Regions from separate parts of the Mus musculus genome. Here region 1 is linked to region 2. A link is a contact called in public HiChIP or PLAC-seq data. All regions are on one chromosome and are shown on one strand. Each heading gives the region's core, a stretch centred on a gene start, on an enhancer-like site or on the middle of the called end of the contact. The rest is flanking DNA. Distances are from core to core; before and after follow the strand shown. Region 1 overlaps Pbrm1 (polybromo 1). Region 2 holds the start of Stab1 (stabilin 1).

Evidence for each region. HiChIP or PLAC-seq counts read pairs in DNA pulled down with a chosen protein or histone mark.
Region 1: a contact with region 2 is called in a CTCF HiChIP or PLAC-seq map of CD8 T cells, with 5 read pairs. The contact joins the enhancer-like site here to the promoter of Stab1 in region 2. A contact is called at or near these places in 8 of 39 promoter capture datasets (the C10 cell line, cranial neural crest, epiblast stem cells and 4 more), 1 of 15 datasets of contacts at CTCF or cohesin (CD8 T cells), 2 of 115 datasets of contacts at active chromatin or transcription factors (effector CD8 T cells and embryonic stem cells) and 3 of 9 other capture datasets (adipose tissue, liver and pancreatic islet).

The regions. Positions count from the first base shown.
Region 1 is chr14:31,087,564-31,093,156 of GRCm38.p6, forward strand. It overlaps Pbrm1 (polybromo 1), which reads left to right. Exons shown (of 33, transcript NM_001081251.1): 24 at 1-98; 25 at 1,902-2,059. It also overlaps a transcript of Smim4 not described here. Among named protein-coding and RNA genes, the nearest start is that of Smim4, 39 kb to the right of the region's middle. Within about 2 kb of position 2,563, at least 24 of the 459 cell types and tissues checked have an H3K27ac peak or open chromatin away from gene starts, as enhancers often do. A contact at or near this core is called in CD8 T cells and effector CD8 T cells, where this site is marked.
Region 2 is chr14:31,167,211-31,173,052 of GRCm38.p6, forward strand. Stab1 (stabilin 1) reads right to left here and starts at 1,431. Exons shown (of 69, transcript NM_138672.2): 1 at 1,202-1,431. The coding sequence starts at 1,282. Nisch (nischarin) reads right to left here. Exons shown (of 21, transcript NM_022656.2): 20 at 5,227-5,388; 21 at 3,718-4,968. The coding sequence ends at 4,358.

The sequences.
Region 1 (5,593 bases), core at 1,313-3,812, 79 kb before region 2:
CACTACTTTGAGCAGCTTCGGTACAATGACATGTGGCTGAAGGTTGGTGATTGTGTCTTCATCAAATCCCACGGCTTGGTGCGCCCTCGTGTGGGCAGGTGAGTTACAGAAGATGAGGTTGGGTCTAAGATTTGAGACTTAGTATTCCACATGCATAGAATGAAGACAGAATTCCCTTCCCTGGCAATTTCTCAAGCTTCCTCACACCACATTTTCCCTGTTCCTACTTCTGTGGCAAGTAGATGGGCGCACACGTGTGTATAATCCCAGCAATTAGAAAACTAAGGAAGGGGGCCTGGAGAGATGGCTCAGTGCATTGACTGCTCTTCCACAGGTCCCGAGTTCAAATCCCAGCAACCTCATGGTGGCTCACAACCATCCATAATGAGATCTGATACCCTCTTCTGGAGTGTCTGAAGTCAGCTATATTGTACTTGCATATAATAATAAATAAATAAATCTTTAAAAAAAAAAAAAGAAAGAAAAAGAAAACTAAGGAAGGAAGAGCAAGGGATCCAGATCAGAGCCTGTCCCAAAATAAACACTCAAAGATTGAAAGATAATTTTACTTCAGTAGAGCTTTATTCAAATGGGGTACATATAATATTCAGATGTGTGTACCAAACATGATACATACTGTTGAAATTGTGAGGTGCTCAGAACAGAGAGAATGGTTTGAATAGATTTCACAAAGAATGTGGCAGTTGGGTTACTGTGAAGAAATGTAAGAATTGTGACTATCAGGGAAAGCATTCCAGGCAGAATTAATAACCAGAATAAAGGCCTGAGAGATAAGTACATCACTCTTAACCTGTAATTCACTTATCAGCATAGTGAGCCCTATAAAAGGTGGTAGATGGGGTAATGGGCAGATCATGTAAGGTTTCAGAAACCATGTGAGCCCTTGAACTATTACAGAGTTACAAAAAGTGTCTTTGTTATTGTTTCAAGCAGAGAAGTAACATTTGACTTCTGGTTTAATAGGGTTGCTCTGCTTTCTCCTTATTGAGATGAGACTGTAAAGGGGCCAAGAGTAGAAGCAAGGAGATCTGCTAGAAGGCTATTGTGATAAGCCAAGCAAGAATGATGGCCTCTTTAGTGTGACTAATTACAAACAGTAGTATTCAGGAGGGCAGGCTAACAGCAGTCTTAGTAAATACAATGTGGAGTTCCAGGGTAGAGCTTTCAAGGATGACTCACTCCTGTGAGTAGTTAGGAAACTGGAAGATTGGAGTTATTATTCACTGAAATGAAAATGTTGCTCTATGTCTAGAACCCTGCAAATGTGGGACAATAATACTGATTTTAAGTTGATAAATAGGACAGTACAACATCGCAACGGGAAAGTACTTTAGTGCTGGATCTTGCACAAAGATCTGTGATCCTCTGTTTTGAAGGAATGTTTGCCAAATCCAATGACAAATGTTTAGTTGTTTTCATCTTGAACATCTCAGGAAGAAAACCTGGAATTAAATAAAATGATCTAATTACATACTTTGATACTATGTTAAAGTTTTTGTTTTTGTTTTTTTTTTCCCAGAGTGGCCAAATGTCCTTTTCTCTTTTTCAGAGTATCTTCTCTGAAAGGTCTCTTAAAGGGTGAGGAGAATCCATGAAATTTCTCTTAATGCTATATGCTGCTACATTTTAGGGGTCTGGAGAGATAGCTCAGTGATTAACAGCACTGGCTGCTCTTCTAGAGGTTCTGAGTTCAGTTCCTAGCACCCACATGGTGGCTCACAACTGTTTATAGAGGAGCTGATTCCCACTTCTAATGGAGGGAATTAGCAACAGAGCACTCATTTAAACAAGGAAACATTTTAGTTAGTGGGGTTTTAATTAGATAATCATTCAAAATTGAAATTATTATAACTTAATTTCTCTATCCCCCTACCCCCAAGAATTGAGAAAGTATGGGTCCGAGATGGAGCTGCATATTTTTATGGCCCTATCTTCATTCATCCAGAAGAAACAGAACATGAGCCCACAAAAATGTTCTACAAAAAAGAAGTGTTTCTGAGTAATCTGGAAGAGACCTGCCCTATGAGTTGTATTCTGGGTAGGTATTTGTCCTTTTTCATCACAGTTGTTCTGTAAAACTTGGATTAAGTACTGCTGCTATGCAGGGCATGCTTCTAGATAGTGGGTCTATAGCAGCATAAAAATATTAAAAGTCTTTGCTTTCATAAAGACATTGGGGTGAAGGTTGGGAGATAGTAAATAAATAGCAGAGAACACCAGGTAGTAATTAGAGTTTTAAATGAAAATAAAACAAAGAAGATTGACAATAAATGTTTAGATGAGGTCACATGATCAGCCAAAATGAACCCTTGAAGAAGTTTTCAAATAAACAAAAGAAAATTATTTGAGGCTCTCTTCTAGGAACAGCAAAAGAGTTGTCTTAGATTATCTGTTCTTGTTTGGAATCTCAGAGGGTTGGAGAACTAGAGCAAGGGAAGGGATGTGTTGTAAAGAATGAGCCCTTTGAACTTTATGGAGACTCAGACATAGTAGATCTTGTAGATAGTGATTGGGCTTGAAAGGAAATCATAGTGGGGTTGAGCAGAGCTGTGAAGTGAGTCATCATGGCTGCTGTGTGAACAGTGTAATACGAGTAAGGTAGGAAGTAGAGAGAATAGCCTCATTTTTCAGTTTCTGTTAGACTTTTTTTGAGGATTATTTACTTATTTTATTATATGAATACAGTGTAGCTGTTTTCAGACACACCAGAAGAAGGGATCAGATCCCATTACAGATGGTTGTGAGCCACCATGTGGTTGCTGGGAATTGAACTCAGGACCTCTAGAATAGCAGTCAGTGCTCTTAAGGGCTGAGCCCTCTCTCCAGCCCTCTGTTAGATTCTTAAAACTTGATCATTTTATTGTCTCCATTATCGTGGTTTCTCTTTGGTCATCTATCAAGTATTTCCAGTGGTATTTTGTTTCTAAGATCTAATTGTATGCATCATCATATACTAACAATATTGCTAGCTGTTATGTTTCTCCAAGCCCTGAGAGCCACTAGATCATACACTAGCCACACTATATCCCTTGAGATGGCATCCTAAAAGATTACTAGATCATACACTAGCCACTAGATCATACACTAGCCACACTATATCCCTTGAGATGGCATCCTAAAAGATTACTAGATCATACACTAGATCATACACTAGCCACTAGATCATACACTAGCCACACTCTATCCCTTGAGATGGCATCCTAAAAGATTACTAGATCATACACTAGATCATACACTAGATCATACACTAGCCACTAGATCATACACTAGCCACACTATCCCTTGAGATGGCATCCTAAAAGATTACTAGCTATAGGCTTTACATCGGTGCTTGGAGTTTTGTGGGTCCCCCACCAACACACCAATTCAGAGATTGAACCCAGGGCCTTGTATATGCCAAGTGCACACTCTACCATTAACCTGCATAGCTAAATCTAGTCCCCACAGATTGTTGATGGTTTTAAAGAAGCCACCATAGATCACAACCAAAGAAAAATTTGCAGATTCAAACATATGTTAGTCTTTATTCGATGCTGCTGCTCATAATTATTTTCAGGATTAGATATGGCAAACTGCTTAGTAATTCAGCACATTTTCAACTTTCTACCACAGGGGAAGTGAACTAAGCAGTAAAGTCATTAAACTCTTGCCTTTCTGTAGCAGAAAATATCTTCCTTTTAAATTCTGATCCAGACTAAAGTAATACCCAAAGTTACTTCCTAGTGTAAATCCAGCAAGGAGATTAAAATGGAGCATGATGAAAGTGAGACTGAAGTTTGCTTGTGTTAGGGCAGCTATATGATTTGTTGGGTTAATTTCTATTTTATTAGGGTTTGTTTGTTTTTTGGGGGGGGGGTTGGGGTTTTTTGGGGGGGTGTCTTTTTGTTTTTTTATCAAGACAGGGTTTCTCTATGTAGCCCTGGCTGTCCTGGAACTCACTTTGCAGACCAGTCTGGCCTCAAACTCAGAAATCCGCCTGCCTCTGCCTCCCGAGTACTGGGATTAAAGGCGTGTGCCACCACACCCGGCTAATTTTAGGTTTTATGCAACTTTTCAAATGACTTTTTTACCTTTTATTCTTTAACAGTAGAAAATCATGGCCACTCAGTAGAATCCAAAGAACATTGCTTCTAGCCCTATATTTATAGGACCTTAGAAGACTCAAGAAGCATAACTCATCACAAAATAATATATACTGCTTCAGGAACTGTATTGAGTGATATCAAAAGAATTTCAGAAAAAAATAACTGTGACATAACTGTCCCAGTGTTTTGAGTTTGTTTGTTTTTGGTTTTGAATAGTTATAGTTATGAATGTCCTAGAACTCACTAAATAGACCAGGCTGGCCTCAAACTCATAGAGATCTGCCTCCCAAGTGTACACCATAATGCCTGGCTCTGGCTCTTTTTAAGGTGTGTGTGTGTATTTTCCTTGCATATATGTCTGTGTACCACGTGTGTTTCCCATGGAGGCAAGAAGAGGGCATTGGATCTTCTGGAACTGTAGTCACAGATACGCCATCTTGTAGGTGCTGGGAATCAAACCTGGGTCTTCTGCGGGACAGCAGCCAATGCTTTTATTGCTGGGCTATCACCACCACCACCACTCCAAACGAGTTCTTGATTCAGAAAAAAAAAAAAAAAGTGTAGAGAAGCTATATTCTGAGCAACAATAGTCATCTATGTCTCCACAATATAGACTGGATCATGGTTCAGATGAAACTAGTACACAAACATATATACACCTCTCTCCATAATATTCCTGTCAGCCCTTGAAGTGATACTAGAAATGACACTTAAGCATTTGCTTGTAGAATCTACTTGTAATTTGGAAGAAGGCATGTTTCAATATGTAGTTTTAATGTCAACACAATAACTAAGGTAGAAATTTACATCCCTTATTTGGGGCTGGGCACGCAGTAGTAGAATCCTTAACATGAAACCCTGGGCTCCATCCCCAGGGTTGCAGAGACACAGAACAGTTCTTAAAGCATCTCAGTCCCCACTTTTTCTCCCCACATTTTAAATGTGTGTCATTTGATAACTTAAGCCCAAATGACAATACATGGTTAATTTGCCTTTTAATGTGCTAAGGCTTCAATATATGTGTTCCTCCAGGACTCATAAGTCTAAACTTAATGCCAGTGGGATCTTGTGGGAGGTGCTGAGGTCCAAAGAGCCATGCACTGAGTAGATAGACACTGTTTCAGGCAGGGATCATACAAGTTGGTTTACTCTCCTGTCTTTGTCTTTGTGCTTCTGCTGTCCATCATGCATCAGACACCTAGAATTTTCCTGTGCAGTAAACAGGAATATGTCAGATACTGGCACCTTCATTTTTAGGACTTCCTATCTCCCAGAACTGGAAAATTTTCTGTTCTTTAGAAATTGCCCAGTCCACAGTAGTATTGCTATAGTAGCAATATAGTAGGACTTTTTTTTTTTTAAGTATGATCATGCCATCTTTCTGAGAGAATTTCATATTTGACAAAAACAGGTAAATTCTTTGCAAGGGTCATCCTTCAGGAAGCTCCCCACAAGTCAAGCAGTCAGCTAAAATGTATTTGAGAAGT
Region 2 (5,842 bases), core at 181-2,680:
CACAAGGACCTCAGGACCTCGTCCCTGGCCCAGGCTGGCTGGGCTTCAGTCTCAGAATGACAGACTTAGAACTGTCTGGAACTACAGCAGGTCTCGGAGCTGAGATTTCTCACTGACCTCTGTCCCCATTGCCCAGGACACGGGTGGCAAGGTGCTTTTCCAGCTTGGCACAACCTGGATCTTGTGGTTTTCCATCATGTTTATCCTGATGTCCCACCTGCTCCACCCAGCCCTGGCCTGGCCATGAAATCCCCTTCCCACGGGACCAAGCCCCCATGGCTGCCTGGTGGTGGATCCCCTCTCTCTGCCACGGGAGCCTCGGAAGCTGCCTAAGATGAAGGTGAACTCGGTTTCACGAGGGAAGCTCCTTTGCCCAGATACAGATCCAAAACTCAGTCTCCACACTTGTGGGAAGCTCTCCCCAAAGCTCACGCAGCAATTCTGAGCTGGGGAGACCTAGGGACAGGCCCTCTTGGCCTCCGGAGCCATGCTACAACCACTCACGAGGCCCTGTGTTCTCAGCACACTGGGTGGGGAATGGCAGTCCTGAGTAAGAATCGCAGGCTGTGGTCCCAACTATGGCTCCAGAGGGAACAGCTTGCGGCTCTCCTCCTCGGGCCTGGGATTTCGAACAGGAGAAACAAACAAGCTTGCTAAAGACTATAAAGACTGAAGGGGCCACGTTCAGGGGCCTCTCTGAGACTTAAGAACATTGTTGTTGGTTGCTGTCTGTCCAATGGATCTCGTCTGTTCCACACAGGCTTGGGGCTGGCCACGGGCATATTGGTGGCCAAGTTCTGATTGAGCCCCTTGGTTTATAGTTCCCGGAGGATAGGTAACGATCACATTTAAAAGCCCCAGGTGAGGGCCGCATAGACTATGGTCTCAGTCTGGGAAAGAAGGCCAGGAGGATGGGGCTGGCTCTGTCCCTGTTCACTCATAAGCTAGGCAACCCAGGATGACTGCCCAGAGTACATGACCAGCTAGCCCGACAGAGTTAGAGGGGAAAAATTGCTGAAGCCTTTAAGCTTCAGGTAGAACAGCCGTAGACTTCAGCCTGGGGAGGTGGAACAATAGTCTGGGTCCCTGGGCCCCCAGGGAGCTCAGACAGGTACCAGCTGCTTTGATACCCCCACCCCAACACATCCATACACAAACTATCATGGTCCCTCCCTGTTCCCTGACCCTGGCTCCCACTCACCGTCTGCCCTCGGATGAAGCTGGAGTCTGACAGGCAGAGGACCAGGACACAGAGCAGAAGGAGGGTTCGGGGCTCTGCCATAGCAGGCAGGTCTGCTGTCTGAGACAAAAGTAGTGTGGGGACAGTGATTGCAGCAGCGGCAGGCAGCGAGTGAACTCCAAGAGGCAGGCATGAGGAAGGAGGCAGGACAGGGTGGGTGAGCAGCCGCTTTAAAAGCTATCCGTCAGCTCACCCCCACAGGAACCCACCAGGATTTCCTCCTGCGTATCAGCAGCCTGCAGGCGGAAGGGAAGACGCTGGCCAGTGACCCCCACATGGACGACCTGGGCCCTGTTCAGGGCTTCCTGGCCCAGGACGCTGCTCCCTGGCACCATAGTCTAGAGGTCCAGACCCACCATTAGCCACCTGCCTGGGGTCTAGGGGAGATTCTAAAGCAAATTTAAGCACCAATAAATAATTTTCCCTGCATCTGTCAAGCTGGCTTTTTCATTCAGAAGCTTCGGGGTTCTGGTGCCTAGGAGGTTGTTGGACAGCCCCTGGGCTGGCTGGCCCCCAGGTGAGCTGCCTCAGTCTTTCCGTCAGACACCAGTAGAGGTGGAAACACCATGCTAGCCCCTCAGACTGGTCTCCCCTACCAGCCTCATGGCCTTCCTGAGCCCACCCCTAACTCTGCAGCCACAGCCCAGGTTCCATTGCACTTCAGTCCTCTATGCTTGTGGTGGGTGGGTGGGTGTCTGTGACGTCCCTCACTTGGCCCTGAAGTCTGTAGTGACTGGGTAGAGCCACCGAGCACAGTCTGGGGGGTTCCTTTAATCTTTTAGGGACCTCCACTCAGGCAAACCCAGGATTCATGGATTCAAAGCAGGAAAGAATTCAGAACTGGCGGGTATGAAATAAAACTGAGGTTTCATTAAAAATAGTGTTTAAAAAAAAAAAAACCACACCCAAGAACATGTGTGCAGATCTCTCAGTCACCATTTAATAAGACTTAAGGGTTTTGTTGCTGGGCTTGTTGCTGTTGTTAGTGTTGTTGTTTTGTTTGTTGTTGTTTTTTCGAGACAGGGTTTCTCTGTGTAGCCCTGGCTGTCCTGGAACTCACTCTGTAGACCAGGTTGGCCTTGAACTCAAGAAATCCACCTGCCTCTGCCTTCTAAGTGCTGTGATTAAAGATGTGCATCACCACCGCCCATATCTATTTATTTACATCTCAAATGCTGCCTGGTCCCCCTCACAGAATCCCTCCCCGTCCCACTTCCCCTTTTCCTCTGAGAGCATGGGGCCCTCCTGGGACATCAAGTCTCTGCAAGATAAGGTGCATCTTTTCCCACCGAGGCTGGACAAGGCTGCCCTATTGGGGAAGAAACTCTCAGTCAGGCTACAGCTTTAGGGAGGGCCTCTGCCCCTTTGCTGGACTCTTTCCTTCCCACGTGTCCGTACATTTTCCCTTTCTACTTTGCTTCTTTTTGTTTTTTCGAGACAGGGTTTCTCTGTGTAGACCAGGCTGGCCTTGAACTCAGAAATTCGCCTGCCTCTGCCTCCTAAGTGCTGGGATTAAAGGCGTATGCCACCATGCCCAGCCTTCTACTTTGCTTCTTGGCCAACTGGGGCTTTTCTATTCCAGTAAATTAACTGCAAGGGTATATGCTATGGGTGTATATATATGGTAAAGGTATACGGTAGAGGTATATGGTATATGTCTGTGTGCTCTTCCCTTCTCCCAGGTAGGTGTGGTCTCTGATGGTGAAGCTAATTGGTTTGGACTAAAATCTCTTGCTGTGCCTCACAAAGCAGACGCATGGGTCTGGGCTGCAGCATGGGCTTCAGTTACGCGCCACAGGCTTTGTCGTCAACTGGCCAACTAAGTCCTTTCTGTCTCCTCTAAATGTTGCCTCGGCTAGTCTTTCTGGCTGCTGTCCTCAGGGCTGCCTGATTAAAGAAGTAGATTTTCTTTGTTCAGATAAACTCGGCCTGGGTTTTTTTTTCCATTAATCACGGTTCAGAGCACTTTTTTGACCTGACACCAGGCTTTGGGGCAGCCCAGGGCCTGATTTCAGCCCCTCTGGCACTGGCAATCAGCTGGCACTGCTCTTTAATAGTTCATTTTTGTCTCTCCTGGAGTACTGTTAGCTGAGAAAGGACAGGAGTACCATCTGGACTGACACCGGTGTGGAACAGACAAGGAAGGGATAAAATGAAGTTGTTCTTTGGTTTTGTTTTGAGACAGATATAGCCTTGGCTGTCCTGGAAGGAACTCAGGCTGGCCTTGAACCCAGAGATCCACCTGAGTCTGCCTCCTGAGTGCTGGAACTAAGGTGTACGCCACCACTTCCAGCTGAAGATGGTTTCTATTGTTTACCTAGACCCCAGGTTTGACCACAGCTCAGCATTGCTCTGCTCTGGGGACCCTCCCACCTTCCCCTCCTTCTCTCTCTTCTTGTCTCCAATCTCCCCCTGCTGACCATTCCTTTGGTTGAAGCCCTTTTGGGACCCCAGTTCTCTATAACCTTGAAGACTCATGTTGTGTCAAACTCCATTTTATTAGAATAGAGAACGTAGGCAACAGGAATTATACTTGGTGCTGGCAGCTCTAGGTCCCCTGTACTGGCTCCTCTTGGACCCATGACCTGGGAACTCCCCATAGGGCCTCCTCTGCTCTGGACTTGAGGAGGCCTCCATTTTGGAAAAGCCCACAACGTGGGAGCTTGCCTGTGTACTCTGCTACCAGCTTTGTAATTAGCAGCGGCACGCCCACAATGACAGCAAACAGCAACGAAGGACTGGACTTAACACTTCAGAAAAGGACGTGGGGGTTATCAGGTCCACAGCGCCACGCTAACAACAGCATCAATCACAGACAAAACAATGCTGGCGCGTCTGACCATGCCACTTCAGAGGCAGGCGACACAAGGGACGCTAACAGCACAAGGACGCTCTGGTGGGGCTGGCATATGTCTTCCCAGCGTTAGGATTAACTGATCACACATGTTCACAGTCTCTGTGGGAGCTGGTCACATGTGTGGGGGCCACGGGCAATCAATGTAGGAACCAAGGGAGAGGAGAAAGACCTTAAAAAGAACGCAGAAGGCCGCTTCCCTGCCTTCACGGGCACCAGGCTAGGCTGGGCATGGCAGGAGGCCAGGGCTGCTATGGCGTGCACTAGCCAGTGAGCTCCACAGGCAGCTCCCTGCCACAAAGAGCTTCCCACTGTCGTGCGAGCAGTGAGATGAGCTTTTCTCGGCTCTCGGCACTGGGGACAAACACCTGCCACTGTACCTCTCGGCCCTGGCCAACCCTGCCAGGACCACCTGGCATCTCCCCAAAGTGGTCCAGGGTGACACTCCCCATGAGGTCGTGACCCTGTGTGTCATCAAAAACAAGAGTGAGGGCCTGTGGGTAGGGATAGTAGCCCATGAGCACCCGGTCCAAATCCCGGACCCGGCGGCCATCGTCTAGCCGGTATCTGTCCCTCTGCGGTGGCTCTTTGGCAAATTCAGGCAATGGATAGTGGATGTAGTCCTCATCCAGGAGGAAGATCTCGGCGCTGGTCAGGAGCAGCGTCTTAGGGCGCAGTGGGCCCCTGCCCCGCCCAAGGTGTGGTGTGACCACCTGGAAGGCCTGGATGTACAGTAAGATGCTGAGGGCTGGATTCTTTGCAGGATCAGCCATCTTCTGTGCGACAATATAGGTCAGGTCCCCAACCTCTTCCTCACTGGGGTAGGTGAACTTGACGCGGCTGGAATGGATCAGCTCATAGTTCTCCATTTTCCCTGCAGGAAGAGAAACACCAGGGTGTGGCCTGAGCTGGCCTGTGGTGCAGTCAAAAGAAACAGCAGCCCCACATAATGAGAGTAGTCGAGGGTGCTTCAAGCTAGAGCCCAGGACTGAGAGAGGTCTGCTGGCTGCCTGGGGATTGCTGGGATGGAACCTCTGCCATGGAAAATGATCCATAAAGCCTGGTCAGTTAGGCAGAGACAAGGGAAAGGTGGGGACAGAGGCAGTGAGGGTTCTGGGGGTGGACAGGGTACCTGTATTCTTGTCCCCAAATTCTGAGTAGAAGTCCTTGTCAACAGGCTCAGGCGAGGGTGTGCGCTCCAGGGAGGACAGCACAAGCATCAGATGCTGGAGGAAGCAGTGCGTCAGGTAGCTGTCGCGAGTCAAGCACGTGACCACCTGCGTCGGGGAGGAGCCTGCACAAGAAGGGGCTGGTCACAGGCACAGGCCACCATTCCCGTCCCTGCAAGGCCCCCACAGAAAACCAGGACCCACAGGGTCTATGTGGGAGGGCATCATGGGGCCTGGGGAGATGACCCTATCTCAGGCAGGAAGGGCTGAAACATTTTTCTGGAAGGGGATAGAGGCATTAGGGAAAGGGCTTAGCTTTCTCCTTTCAGGAAGTATGAGTCAGAAACATCCTGCCCCTAAGTTCAGGGCCCACTCTGCTGGTCCCTGTATACCCAGCTCCTGCTACAAACCGTGGGGCGGGAGTCCTGTCATCTCAGCACTTCCCGAAGCCGCTTCCTCCTACCCGAGTGGCTGGCTTGTAAGTGGAGATATATGTGTCACGTGATAGTGTACCTACATGTGCGAGGTGGAAGGCCACTGGTGACACTGGCCTTCACCCAAACTGGGACAAAACACATC